Regions from separate parts of the Sus scrofa genome. Here all the other regions are linked to region 1. The links are chromatin contacts, called in public Hi-C and promoter capture Hi-C maps. All regions are on one chromosome and are shown on one strand. The core of a region is the stretch at or near the end of the contact, and the rest is flanking DNA. Distances in the headings are between cores, read along the strand shown. Region 1 holds the start of ZNF180 (zinc finger protein 180). Region 2 holds the start of LOC100737582 (zinc finger protein 226-like). Region 3 holds the start of LOC100627091 (zinc finger protein 227).

What was found. Promoter capture Hi-C pulls out the DNA fragments that hold promoters and counts their contacts. A called contact is a pair of places that touch in the nucleus more often than the background predicts.
Region 2: a contact with region 1 is called in a Hi-C map of liver, with 5 times the contacts expected there. The contact joins the promoter of LOC100737582 here to the promoter of ZNF180 in region 1. A contact is called at or near these places in 1 of 5 promoter capture datasets (liver) and 6 of 47 Hi-C or Micro-C datasets (embryonic fibroblasts, heart right ventricle, liver and 2 more).
Region 3: a promoter capture Hi-C map of fetal skeletal muscle shows a contact between it and region 1, with 2.6 times the contacts expected there. The contact joins the promoter of LOC100627091 here to the promoter of ZNF180 in region 1. A contact is called at or near these places in 1 of 5 promoter capture datasets (fetal skeletal muscle) and 1 of 47 Hi-C or Micro-C datasets (liver).

Annotation. Positions count from the first base shown.
Region 1 is chr6:51,006,575-51,010,982 of Sscrofa11.1, forward strand. ZNF180 (zinc finger protein 180) reads right to left here and starts at 1,918. Exons shown (of 6, transcript XM_003355941.4): 1 at 1,660-1,918. It overlaps LOC100627471 (carcinoembryonic antigen-related cell adhesion molecule 20), which reads right to left. Exons shown (of 11, transcript XR_001303703.2): 11 at 3,743-4,408.
Region 2 is chr6:50,770,814-50,775,221 of Sscrofa11.1, forward strand. It overlaps LOC100737582 (zinc finger protein 226-like), which reads left to right and starts at 2,072. Exons shown (of 13, transcript XM_021097546.1): 1 at 2,072-2,231. It overlaps LOC110260999, which reads right to left and starts at 1,936. Exons shown (of 2, transcript XR_002344680.1): 1 at 1,706-1,936.
Region 3 is chr6:50,817,621-50,822,028 of Sscrofa11.1, forward strand. It overlaps LOC100627091 (zinc finger protein 227), which reads left to right and starts at 1,736. Exons shown (of 4, transcript XM_013988660.2): 1 at 1,736-1,808; 2 at 2,278-2,437.

The DNA.
Region 1 (4,408 bases), core at 668-3,167:
TAGGATGCCATGTGCACAAAGACCCCAGCGCCCTCTAATGCCCACCTCCAGCCCCTCTTTTCCCACCCAAACACCTGTGCTCATGCGCAGAGCACACCCAGGCACCCTCGGCAGCCCAGAATCCGAAGCTGCTCCTTCCATCCACCTGGATATCCACAGGCAGTGCCAGGGCTCCAGGACTGCCCCGCCCCCCATTTTGCCCAAAAGCCAGCACGTGTGCAAACTGTAGCCTTGGCCCTCCCAAGCTCAGAACCCGGGGCTCTGAACTGGGGTCCCCCAGGTCTCTACTCCAGCAGCCACCACACAGAGGCCACTGATCGAGGTTCCCTCCTCCTGTTGGCACACTCGTGTGCTCAGAGCAGGCTCACACCCAGAATCTGCATCCAGGACTGGGGTCCTCTGCCAGCCCTGGGCATTGTGCAAGTCCCTGGTCCTGAGATGAGAAGCTGCATCTCCCACGCTATGCCTCAACTTTCCGAGGACACCTCAAGCACCCACAAGCCTCTGTGAGGGTTCTCAAGTCCCTGGCCCCACTGCCTGCTTACTGCCAGAAATTCAGAACATCCAAATAGCACCCTGAGAAGAGAACTCCAGAATCAGGCCTAGGACTTGCACATTCACCAGCCTGGGGGTTCCTGAGCTCATATTAAGGCAGCTCCCATGGGAATTGGGTCTTTTTGCTTCTTACAACCCAAATGTGAGTCCCTGGGTGCCATGAGAGTCCAGCCCCTTCCAGGTCTAAATCTGCAGCCCAGATTCTCTCCCTCTATCAACTGGCGCATCCTCAAGCCTGCAAGCTGAGCTGCCCAGCAAAGGTCCTGGGAACACCTACTTCATAATCATGTGGGCAGCATCTGGCTTCCTCCCCCAACAGCTGTCGATTTGATGGGAGTTGTTGCAACCCTGTCATTCCTGGGCTCCGAGCAAAACTTGTAAGTCCTAGGACTCTGCAGTCTCCTACATGGGTCCCAGGATCACCAGTCCAAGTTCCTGCTTCCCATTCAGGCACCTGTAACATGCGCACGTGCCCTCCGCCTAAATCTGACCTAGGCTCTAGTCCCTCCACCAAGCTAAGAATCTGTAGTCCATCAGCCATTCCCACGGAGGGGAGAAGGGGGTGCAGTCACTGAAGTAGCAGTGCCTCTCCTAAGGCAAGAAACTGCAACTCCAATTTGGTCTGTCCACTACCCAGGGTGCCCCAGGCGTCGAAAAAGAGCGGTGTCTGCTCCAGAATCCCAGAGCCAAGTGTCCAGAACCTCACTTCCCACCTCCTGTTACCTGCTCAAACACACCTGCTCAGGAGTATTGGAAATAATGGCAGATGCCCTCTCCTCCGAGAACCAGCATCTGCAATTGAGCACTTCATCAACCCAGTCATCCTCAGGTCCTCCACTAAGCAAGCCCAGCCTTCGATGAAGGGGAGGCGGGATTCTCAGGCTCTCCCACACAAACCACCTGACGGCGTAACCGCGCACGCGTGCAGGACACAGCCAGGAGATCTTCAGCTTTCCTAGGATCATCACCAACTTCGGCCACCAGAGGCTAAAGCACTGCCACACGGTTCCCAGGGCTCCCACCCACACTCTCAAACGCAGCGTCCCGCCTAAACCCTGCGCATGCGCTCATGGGACGCCCGGCACTGCCCCGCCCCTCACCAACCTGGGCGTCCACCAGCTCCAGGACCAAACAGGGCCCGTCCCAGCTTCAGTGCCCAGCACAGCTCTGCAGCAGGACAAGCTCGGTTAAGCAACTCTCTGCCCCGACTCTGCACACGACAGACTAGGGTTAAGCTAGTTCTGTCCCTTCCCGTGGTCGGCATCCGCAAGGCCTCTCGCGTTAACTTCCAAAGGGCCGAGGTGCGCCGAAACAGAAAGCGTCCGCGCGCAAGACAATGGCTACGCTTCTGGCTGAACCAGGAAGTGCGCTTGCGCTCGGAGAGCCAGAACTACAACTCCCAGAAGCCTCGGCGGCTCGGGCTGCGATTGGGTGGATTCCAGTTCCCCAGAGGCGGCTTGCGCTGGGACGCAGCTACACAAGAAGGGGGCTCTAGGGTTGCAGCAGGGATCTGCGAGTTTGAGTGTCTGAGGTTTTGCTGCCCGCGGAGTGGAAGTAGCAAGATCGGAGGCCGAGCCAAGGCCCTGATGCATGAGGCGTGGCTGGCTTGGAAAAGGCCGCCTCTGGGCTCTGCTTGACGCCCCGGAATGGCAGTGAAAACAGGATCCGGATGGAAACAACGGGGACCCTTCCTGGGCACCTGCTGCCTGGTCAGACGCTCCGCGTGCATGGTCTCCTTTTGTCCTCACGGGAAAGATAGTTGCTACAAACTCATTATACAGCCCAGGGAGCTCCTATCAAGCCCTTCGAGAGTCTGGTTTTGTACTTAATGATAGTGAAGTCCTTTTGTTTTTTAAATTGAATTTTCTCTTTGCTACCTATAAGGGCTTAAGGAGGTTTCCTATCCGTTCGCCTTACTCTTTGTCTTCATCTCTTGACCGTTTTCCAGACTCAGTTCCAGTCACGATGGCCTTTACATTTTCTCCAACAACTCAAGCAGGCTCTCACCTCAGGACTTTGGTGTGTGCTGTTTGCGCTACCTGGCAGGTTCTACCTCTGAGGATTCCCCTATCTTTAGGCTAGTGTCATCTTCTCAAGAGGTATTTCCCCCACCTTCCCCCAACCATTGTAAACTTACAAAAGAAATCTTCACTCCCAGGTACTCCTTGCTTCCTCCCATCTTTATTTTTTTCTCTAAAGAACTTGGAGTTCCCTTTGTGGCTCAGTGGTTAACGAAACCGACTAGGAACCATGGTATGCGGGTTTGATCCCTACTCTCGCCCAGTGGGTTAGGGATCCGGTGAGCTGTGGTGTGGGTCACAGACGTAGCTTGGATCCCATGTTGCTGTGGCTGTGGCATAGGCCAGAAGCTGTAGCTCCGATTCGACCCCTAGCCTGGGAACTTCATTATGCCGTGGGATCAGCCCTAAAAAGCAAGCAGAAAGAAAGAACTTTTCACTGATATTCTATGTACTTTAGGTATTTATTTAGTCTATTGTTTATCTGCCTTTTCCACTGGACTGTCAGCTCCATAAAGGAAATGATTTATATCTGTTTTGATCACTGCCCTATCCCCAGCACCTAAGGTACCTGGCACATAATAGCTGCTCAATTAAGTATTTGTTTTGAATAAAGTTTCCTGGCCCTACATTAAACACTTTAACATCTCACATCACATTAACTTCCCATACCCACCCCACCCAGGGGGAAGCTGAAATTTCCATGCTATATGAAAATAGGGTTTTGTTTGTTTGTTTTTAAGGCCACACCTGTAGCACATGGAGGTTCCCAGGCTAGGAGTCCAATCAGAGCTGCAGCTGCCAGCCTGCCCCACAGTCACGGCAACACAGGATCCAAGCCATGTCTTCCACCTACACCACAGCTCACGGCAATGCTGGATCCTTAACCCACTGGGCGAGGCCAGAGATCAAACCTGCGTCCTCGTGGATACTAGTCGGGTTCGTTACTGCTGACCACAATGGGAACGCCTCATCTCTCCCTTTTAAGCAGCTATTCTTTTTACAGAAGTAATATGAAATAACTTATGTTAGACTGTAAGGGCGGAGCTGGTATTTGAGTCCAAGAAGTCTGACTCTGGAGTCCATGCTCTTAACTCTTACAATATTTTGCCCCTTGCCTGCACATCGGTATCTTTCCTCTACATAGCAGGACTAAGTTTGCAAACGAGGCAGAGAAAGGTACACATTTATTCATAATAGAAGCAAACAAGTTCTACAAGTAAATTTAGTAAGATAGATAGAGACATTAGGAAAAAACCTCCAAAACCCTACTGAGAGAGACAAAAGACATAGAAATGCCACGTTACAATGGTTGTGTTGGAAAGATGTCAAATCTTGCAGACCGATGTACAGATGCAGTATACATAGGACAGAATCACAATGGGGTGCTTTGAGCATTAGTTCATCTTTTTTGGCCTCACCCACGGTACGAGGAAGTTCCTGGGCCAGGGATCCAACCCACACCACGGCAGTGACAACATCAGGTCCCTAACCCTCTGAGCCACCAGGGAACTCCTCGTCTTCCTTTTTTTCAGTTTACATGTTTTGACTTTTTTTATTTTTTTACTTTAAGCTGTTATTTTTTTACTTTAAAGCATTGGTAATATATAATGTAAAGGTGACTTTGTTTTTTGTTAGGTCATTTTTTTTTCTTTCAAAATGAACTGGATGGTCATGTTGACTTCCAGGAGCACCAGAATCCCTGACCTAAGCTGAATATTATAGGGACCTTGAAGAACAGAAACTCCTCCTAGAAAGATGCCCTCTAATCCAGAGATTTCTCTCTCAGGTGTTGGGGGATTGACTGAGACCAAGTTTCATAATGAGGCTCTGTT
Region 2 (4,408 bases), core at 822-3,321, 240 kb before region 1:
CACTACCGTGGTCTCAGAGAAACTTCTTTGAGGATGATATTCTGATTGATGTCCCAAAGGAGAATAATGTTAGCCTAGTTGTGAGTGTCACACCAGCTTCCTAATGTCAGGGGCAGTTTTGCTTTCAACTCTCAGTTCATTCAGTGAAGCATTATATAGCCAACATTTGGAAAGAGATTTTCAGTGCTGATATTAGAAAATGTCTAGCCTATACTGAGTTTAACATGGGATTTCATTAAAAATGTATATGATGATACATATATGTATGTTTACAGGGAGAAAAAAAACTTACCTTCAAGGGGAAGGAGTCTAGGTGCTCCGCCCCCCCCCATTTTACTTTATGCTATATTTAATTAGCTTTCAGTAACATGTGCTTTTATTTTTTTATTTTTTATTTTTTTGTCTTTTCTCCTTTTCTAGGGCTGCTCCCACAGCATATGGAGGTTCCCAGGCTAGGGGTCCAATCAGAGCTGTAGCTGCCATCCTACGCCAGAGCCACAGCAACACAGCAACACAGGATCTGAGATGCATCTGCAATCTATACCACAGCTCATGGCAACGCTGGATCCTTAACCCACTGAGCAAGGCCAGGGATCGAACCCGCAACCTCATTGTTCCTAGTCAGATTCGTCAACCACTGAGCCACGACAGAAACTCCAACATGTGTTTTTAAATTACTATTGTAATAAAGATACTTTAACCAGAAAATATAAAGGAAAAACTCTTAATACAAAACATCTTCCCTCACCAGTAGACTCCTCACTGCTCTAACATTAAATCATAGGCTTTGGGAGTTCCTGCTGTGCACAGGATTGGCAGTGTTTTGGGATTCCTGGCCCTGGCACAGAAGGTTTAGGATCCATTGTTGCTGTAGCTGCAGTTTTGATTGTAATTGCAGCTTGGATCTGATCCCTGGTTTGGGAACTCCATATGCCACAGGGTGGCCAAAAAAAAAACAACAAAAAAACAAATCATAGGCTTTGGGAGTCAGCCTTGGCATTGGGAGTCCAATGCCAAGATTTTCAGCATTGTTAATGCCGTTAATTAAAGGTAAAGAAGTAGCCTTAGCCATTAATGTACTTTTTTTGTTTTGGTCTTTAGGGCAGAACCCTTGGCATATGGAGGTTCCCAGGCTAGGGGTCCAGTCAGAGCTACAACTTCTGCCTACACCACAGCCACAGCAGCGCAGGATCCAAGACGTGTGAAACCTACACCACAGTTCATGGCAATACCAGATACCTGACCCACTGAGTGAGACCCAGGGATTGTTTCTGCTGCACCGCAGTGGGAATTCCAACAATTTCTTAACTTCTCTGAAATTTAATGTTTTCACCTCCAAAGTAGGTATTGTAATAACCTCAATAAAGGAAAAGCAATTTTCCATAAAACAGGCTCCCACTTTGGCCCTTTCAAGTTGTTTTTCCTGCCAAACCAGTGATACCACAGGGTCTGGAGTTGGGTTAATACCTTCTTCGTTCATTTTTCCACCCAAATCATTCTACCTCGCCTATTCTTTAGCCTTATACTGTCAGATTATACTCAAATTACTCTCCTTTTAATCACCTACCGTCCCCTAGTCATTCCTCAGTTAATTTTTTGAAGGTTTTATCTCCTCACTTCCTCCCCCGCCCCCCCTCCCGTGCCAACAATACTGCTGCCATAATTGGGAGGATTTCTACTTCAAAAAGTCGTGTCTGTGGAATACCTTCGCGGGACGACTCAGGAGCAGACTCTTACTACCACCACGGAAGTCGGGACTGTGGGATTCTTTCCGCCCTGGCATCCTGGGAAGTGGAGGCAAGAAACTTCCTGCGCCCCCAACACGTCTACCTGGAAGGTGAGACTCCCGATGGTTTTCCTTGGTATTCTAGGAAGTGTAGTCCAGATGCTCCGCGTAGTCGCTTGCACTTCCGTGGGCGTGGGTGGGAGGAGGGTGGTGCCTGGTGCATTCTGGGAAGTGTAGTCCAGATCCTCTGCGCACCAATTGCACTTCCGGGGGTCTGATGCATTCTGGGAAGTGTAGTCCAGCCGCTCCGCGAACTCGTAGGCACTTCCGTTCCCCGAGTGTTAGTTTGCTGGTGTTTTCTGTGGGGGCGGTGCGTCAGTTCCGAGTCTAGCTGGCCCTTCTGAACTTCCTGGATGTTTGCTCGGGAGCCGCAAGGACTTGACAACAGATTTAGGGGAAAAGAATCTTTGGCGGAGAGCACAGGTACCCAGGCGCAAGGACAGCGGTGTGTATTCCCTACTCAGAGCCTCTGTGCATTGAGAGTCGTCTCTTTACCCAGATAGGGCACGAACTCTAATTGCGTATCCCCAGGATTGAGAGTTCTCCTGCTCTCAGCTCGCCCAGTCCGCCTCCCTACACTTTTCACGCACCCTTCTGTTTCCTTGCGTTGGGAGTTAATCTCCTGGTGCCTCTTGTTGCTTTTCTTTAAAATATTAGGATATTAGGACTTTCCTGATACAATCGTTTGGGGACTTAAAAGAGATGGTACAAATTGACGTCTTAACTAGTACCTGGCACGTAGTGAATTAACATCTCTTCTTGATGTTAATTTACCCTGGAGCGGTTAGGTCCCCGGGTTAGGGTCAGAGATCCAGCTTCAGTGATTCTTGCCCTTCTGTCTTTGCCTGTGTGATGCTGGATAATCCCGGACCTATTCTGACTTTTTTGGAGGGAAAGGTGAGGATTGCTTCCAGATTGCTTGAAGGGAGGGGAGGCTTTAACTTTAATCAGAGACGGGGACTCGATCGTCGCATTCCACAGCGTTCTTTCTTTCCCCAGCGTGATTTCTCAGAAAGGGCTGCACTGAGGTAGAAGGAGTGACTCCTGGGCTACTGAGAGCAATGCCCGGAGTAAATGAAACTTGACATCCTTTTTTTTTTTCCAATGGTGGGCACATCAATCAGAGGATATATAGAACGTGTAATTGGACATGGGTATTGTTGGTAATTAACTTCAGATTTCTGGCTGCGAAGCAGTGGGTTAAGAATCCGTAGTTGCCGCAGCTGCAATCCCTGGCTCAGAACGAGGGTGCGGCCGTAAAATAAAATTTTAAAAAACTAACTTCGATGATGAGGGCTTTGCACAAGTAAGTATATTATGCCACATCATGGCTCCGTGAAGAAACATTGCATTTTCCCTATTCTGTAAAATGGGATTGAGACCTAGGGAGCTGTACATTATTTGCACATAGTCACCCACCAAGTAGGAGGCCAAGTTGGGGTTGGAATTCAGGCAGCCTGAGTCCAGAGCTTGAGTTCAGAATCTCTTGGATGTAATTCTCCTTAAGCCTTAGGAACTAGGTGGAATCAGGCACCCTAGCTAGGACTTGGTTGTGAGGGACCTTAAAATCTAATCAAATGGGCTTAGACTTTTCAGTGAGTTTTTACAAACTTTATCAACTATTTTGTTTTGCTTGGTTTTCTGGAGTTTTTTGTGGAATTTTTTTTTTTTTTTCATTTTAGGGCTGAGTCCATAGCATATGGAGGTTCCCTACACAGCAACGCAGGATCCTCAACCCACTGAGTGAGGCCAGGGATTGAACCCGCAACCTCATGGATCCTAGTCAGGCTCATTAACTGCTGCCACAAAGGGAACTCTTGTTTTGCTTGTTACAAATGATATTTCTTTTTTTGTCTTTGTTTTGTATTTTTATCTTGTATTTTTTTGGCTGTGGCATTCGGAAATTCCAGGGCCAGGGATTGAATATGCCACAACTGTGGCCTGAGCCACTGCAGTAGCAACACTGGATCCTTAGCCCACTGTGCCACCAAGGGAACTCCCAAATACTTTTTTTTTTTTTTTGTCTTTTTGTCCTTTTTTAGGGCCACACCCACGGCATATGGAGGTTTCCAGGCTAGGGGTCTAGTCAGAGCTGTAGCTGCCGGCCTACACCAGAGCCACAGCAATGCCAGATCTGAGCCGCGACTGTGACCTACACCACAGCTCATGGCAACACAGGATCCTTAACCCACTGAGTTAGGCCAGGGATCAAACCTGCAACCTCATGATTCCCAGTCGGATTCGTTTCTGCTGCGCCACGACGGGAACTCCCTGAATACTTCTTATTCTTGTAGAACTGTATCATTGTGGAATATTCAGGAATTACAGAAACATGAGAGAAAACAGTTTTTTTAATTTACTCATTCATTCAGGGTGCAAAGATAGCAGCTGTGGAGTTCCCATTGTGATTCAGCAGTATTGAACCTGACTAGTATCCATGAGAATTTGCTTTTGATCCCTGGCCTCACTTCGTGGGTTAAGGATCCAGCATTGCTGTGGCTGTGGTATAGGTCGGCAGCTAAAGATCTGATTCCACCCCTCGCCTGGGAACTTCCATATGCCTTGGGTGTGCCCCTAAAATGACCAAAAAATTAAAAAAAATTTTAAGATAGTAGCTGTTAA
Region 3 (4,408 bases), core at 486-2,985, 190 kb before region 1:
AAGGCTCAATTCCTGCTCATGTTATAAAAGTATGGAACACTTCACAAATTTTTGTGTCATCCTTGCACAGGGGCCATGCTAATCTTCTCTGTATCATTCCAATTTTAGTATATGTGCTTCGAAAGCGAGCACTGGAGAGCAATAATTACGAATTTATTTATTTTTTCTTTTTCTTTCTTTTCTTTTTTTTTGGCTACACCAATGGCACACCGAAGTTTCTGGGCCAGGGATCAAACCCACACCACAGCAGTGACAACACCAGGGAACTCCTGGATTTGGTTTCTTTATTTGGAACTTGACTTGAAAGTCTTCTGTATCTTGGTTTCTGATGTGTCTCTTCTTTAGCTAATGTGCTCCTTTGTTGAGGGAGAATGTCCCGTTCTTTAGAGTGTGCTTAGCAACCAGTGGGAGACTGGCAGATGAAGTTCTTCAGTGTTTGTGGCTGGTGTAGCCACTCAACATCCTGAAACAGGGGCTTGCAGTTCAGTTAGATTTTATTCAGAATTCCTGAAATGGATTTAAGGAAACAATAAAGGGGAACAATAGAACCTTTAGTGATCCTTTTATCTCACTTTCATCGGTTGCAAAATTGACCAATTTTTTCATAGCATTCAAAAGTTGACATACAATTATTGATAATATTTTAGATCATTAAAATATTCTAAATAAGAATGACCACCCATAACAAGTTAGCAAATATTCTTCTCAAAGGATAAACACAGGATACATAAATTAGAGACAGTCAAAATGGATACTAGTTAGGTTCCTCACTGCTGAGCCACGACGGGAACTCCATTCTTTTTTTTTTTTTTGGTCTTTTTTTGTCTTTTTGACTTTTCTGGGGCCGCTCCCACGGCGTATGGAGGTTCCCAGGCTAGTGGTCCAATCGGAGCTGTAGCCACTGGCCCACATCAGACCCACAGCAACGCGGGATCGGAGCCGCGTCTGCGCCCTACACCACGGCTCACAGCAACGCTGGATCCTTAATGCATTGAGCAAGGCCAGGGATCGAACCCGAAACTTCATGGTTCCTAGTTGGATTCGTTAACCACTGAGCCGCGATGGGAACTCCTATTTTTTTTTTTGGTCTTCCATTCTTTTTGTATATAAAAAGTATCTAAAAATGCATTATCAAGGCTCTTATCCACCACCCCCCCCTTTTTTTTTTTCCTGGTAGGGTTTCTTACAGTCCTTTTAAGATTCTGACCCTTCAGGAGTTCCTGTGATGGCGCAGCAGAAACGAATCTGACTAGAAACCATGAGGTTGCAGGTTCAATCCCTGGCCTCGCTCTGTGGGTTAAGGATCTGACGTATCCATGAGCTGTGGTGTAGGCTGCAGACACGGCTCGGATCTGGCGTTGCTGTGGGGCTGGCGTAGGCTGGCAGCTACAGCACCGCTAGCCTGGGAACCTCCATATGCCGTGGGTGCGGCCCTAAAAAGACCAAAGATATAAAAAAATAAAGACAATGACTCTTCAAATACTTCCTATCAATGAGAAAGAACTAGGGCAGCTGGCATCAGAGAACTGCTTCAGGTCCTCCGAGTGAAGGTGTCTCTGAAAGTTGCTGGCTGAGAACTCCCTGGAGTTCATGTTGTTCCGTTTCCTTTAGAACCTCTAAGTGGGCGGGGAAGGCCCTTCCTTCCCTTGGAGTTCTGGGAAATGTATTCCCCCAACCCTGTCCCGACGCAAGGGTCTGCGGCCCTTGGTTCATGGGCCTTCTGGGAAGTGTAGTTCCGGGGAGCTCGGTAGTCAGACGCTCTTCCGGCCCGGGAAAAGGACGCAGCCACCATCTTTATGGTCCAGGAGGTGAGTCAACCCTGCTCTCCTACGACCCCTCTGAGCCTTTTCGGCCAGAGCGTGGGGACTAGTCGCTACCTAGTCGGCTGTCTTAGGATGGAGAAGTCGCGGCCCCCGGTGGAGGCTGAGAGGCGGCGGGCGGAAGTGTGGATTCCCTTTGCTTTCCTCCTCCGCTTACGACGCAGCGCTGCTACTTCTACCGGTATAATATCTGGCTAGTTGTTATCCGTGCCCACTGCTTTCCTCTATAAGATAGCGAGAGATGGTAACTGCTGGGTGGGGTTGTGATTAGAATTAAGTGAGATCTGTCAACAGCTTAGATCGCCGGTAGCGCTTAACGTGTTGGCTCTTGCTATTGATACAGTTAATTTTCCCACCAGCGCCGTTTTGACTGGACGCCCCAGTAGCAATGCCATGGCCCTTCTGTCATCCATCAGGAGGCCGAGCTCTTCCCGAGCTTTTACTGATCTCTTTTTAGGAAGCACTGAGTCACTCCGCGCTAGTGCTTGGGGATGTCCGCTGCAGTTCTTCCGGGAGACGGACGTAGTCGCGCTGTCCCACCGCATTGTATTCTTCGCCACTCCTGAGTTCGGAGAGGGGAAGGAGGCCCTTTTTGCCCTCTCTCACCGTAGCCCCAGGTAAATATTACTGAAAGCTCCTTCTTGTTCTGGCATCAGTTCTCAGTTAATCCGCAGGTTTCCTTCATTCAGTAAATTATTACTAAGAAAATGTTATTTGTTGAATAAACCTGAGACTGTTTAATCTGCTTGTTAATATGTATGTTTGGATTTCTCTCCCACTTACATACATTTTAAAGATACAAAAATAAAAATAAATGTTTTAAAGTATATATATGATATATAAATATTTCGTTAAAGTACTCTATATATACTTTAAAATATTCTGCTTATTCATTTTGAAAATCTTTAAAGTATTTTTATAATATATATTCAAATTCACTGTGCTATCCATTTTTTTTCCCTCCTTTATTGTCTTCACTTCAGTTTATTCCCTTTTATTTACCCTCAGCTGATTTGGAAATTATATGGTCTTGTATTCTGACTTTTAAAAATGGTATTTGTGGGAGTTCCCGTCGTGGCGCAGTGGTTAACGAATCCGACTAGGAACCATGAGGTTGCGGGTTCGGTCCCTGCCCTTGCTCAGTGGGTTAACGATCCGGCGTTGCCGTGAGCTGTGGTGTAGGTTGCAGACACGGCTCGGATCCTGCGTTGCTGTGGCTCTGGCGTAGGCCGGTGGCTACAGCTCCAATTCAACCCCTAGCCTGGGAACCTCCATATGCCGCAGGAGCGGCCCAAGAAATAGAAACAACAACAACAACAACAACAACAAAAAAGACAAAAAAAAAAAAGTGGTATTTGTCTCAACAAATACTGAATTTAATCGGCATGTTCACTCATTCCCCCCCAAAAAAAGAGAGACTGAAAATATATTTGAAATTTGATGGTGCTCCCCCTTACCACCTTTTTTTTAATTGTAGGCTTTTTTTTTTTTTTTAAATAACCACACTCAAAATTTGTCATATTGTCCTTGGAAGTTTTTTTTTTTTTTTTTTTTAACAAAGATTGTACCAACATGCTTACATGTTTTTTTAGTTGTTGTGGTTGTTTTTCTCTTTTTGCCTTTTCTAGGGCCGCTCCCAGCAAATGGAGGTTCCCAGGCTAGGGGTCCAATTGGAGCTGTAGCTGCTGGCCTACACCAGAGCCACAGCAGCGCGGGATCTGAGCCGAGTCTGTGACCTACACCACAGCTCACGGCAACACAAGATCCTTAACCCACTGAGCGAGGCCAGGAATGGAACCCACAACCTCATGGTTCCTAGTTGGATTCATTAACCACTGAGCCACGATGGGAACGCCTGCTTACATGTTTTCTTACCATTGCTTCCTTCAGGGTTCATTTAGTCATAAATTTTCTTTGTTTCTTTTTTTTTTTTTTTTTTCCAGCTGTAATGTCTTTGTCTTCTCTTATGTAAATAATCATTTAGATTAATCATCATAGATGTTAAGGTGACGATTTTTTTTCTTTGTTTTGGAGACATTCAGTTGTTTTTTATTTTTTATTTTTATTTTTTGCTTATTTAGGACCACACCTCGGCATATGGAAGTTCCAAGGCTAGGGGTGGAGTTGGAGCTGTAGCTGCCTAAGCCACAGCAACTCAGATCCGAGCTGCATCTATGACCTGCAGCACAGCTCTTGGCAATGCCAGATCCCCAACTGAGCGATGCCTAGGATTGAACCTGCATCCTCATGGATACTAGTTGGGTTCGTTTCTGCTGAGCCACAATGGGAACTCCTGTTTTCCTTGTTTCTTGATTTTTATTTTGTCTCTTTTTCTTTTGTCTGTGTGTGTGTTTTCATCTCCATGCACATAGGATAAAAGCTTTCTACCAATAAGCCTTTTCTGGCTTCACTGAAATAAATCGACTTAAGTGATACTTTTTGGAAAACTAATATGAGTGTGGGTAAAATGTTATTAGCTGGGCAACAAATTGTTAAGAAATTTTAAGTCAGAATTAGAGCTTTCAGAAAATGAAAGTGACTTTAATAGGTGAGCAATTATATATGAAGTCCAGATGCCTTTCAGGTCT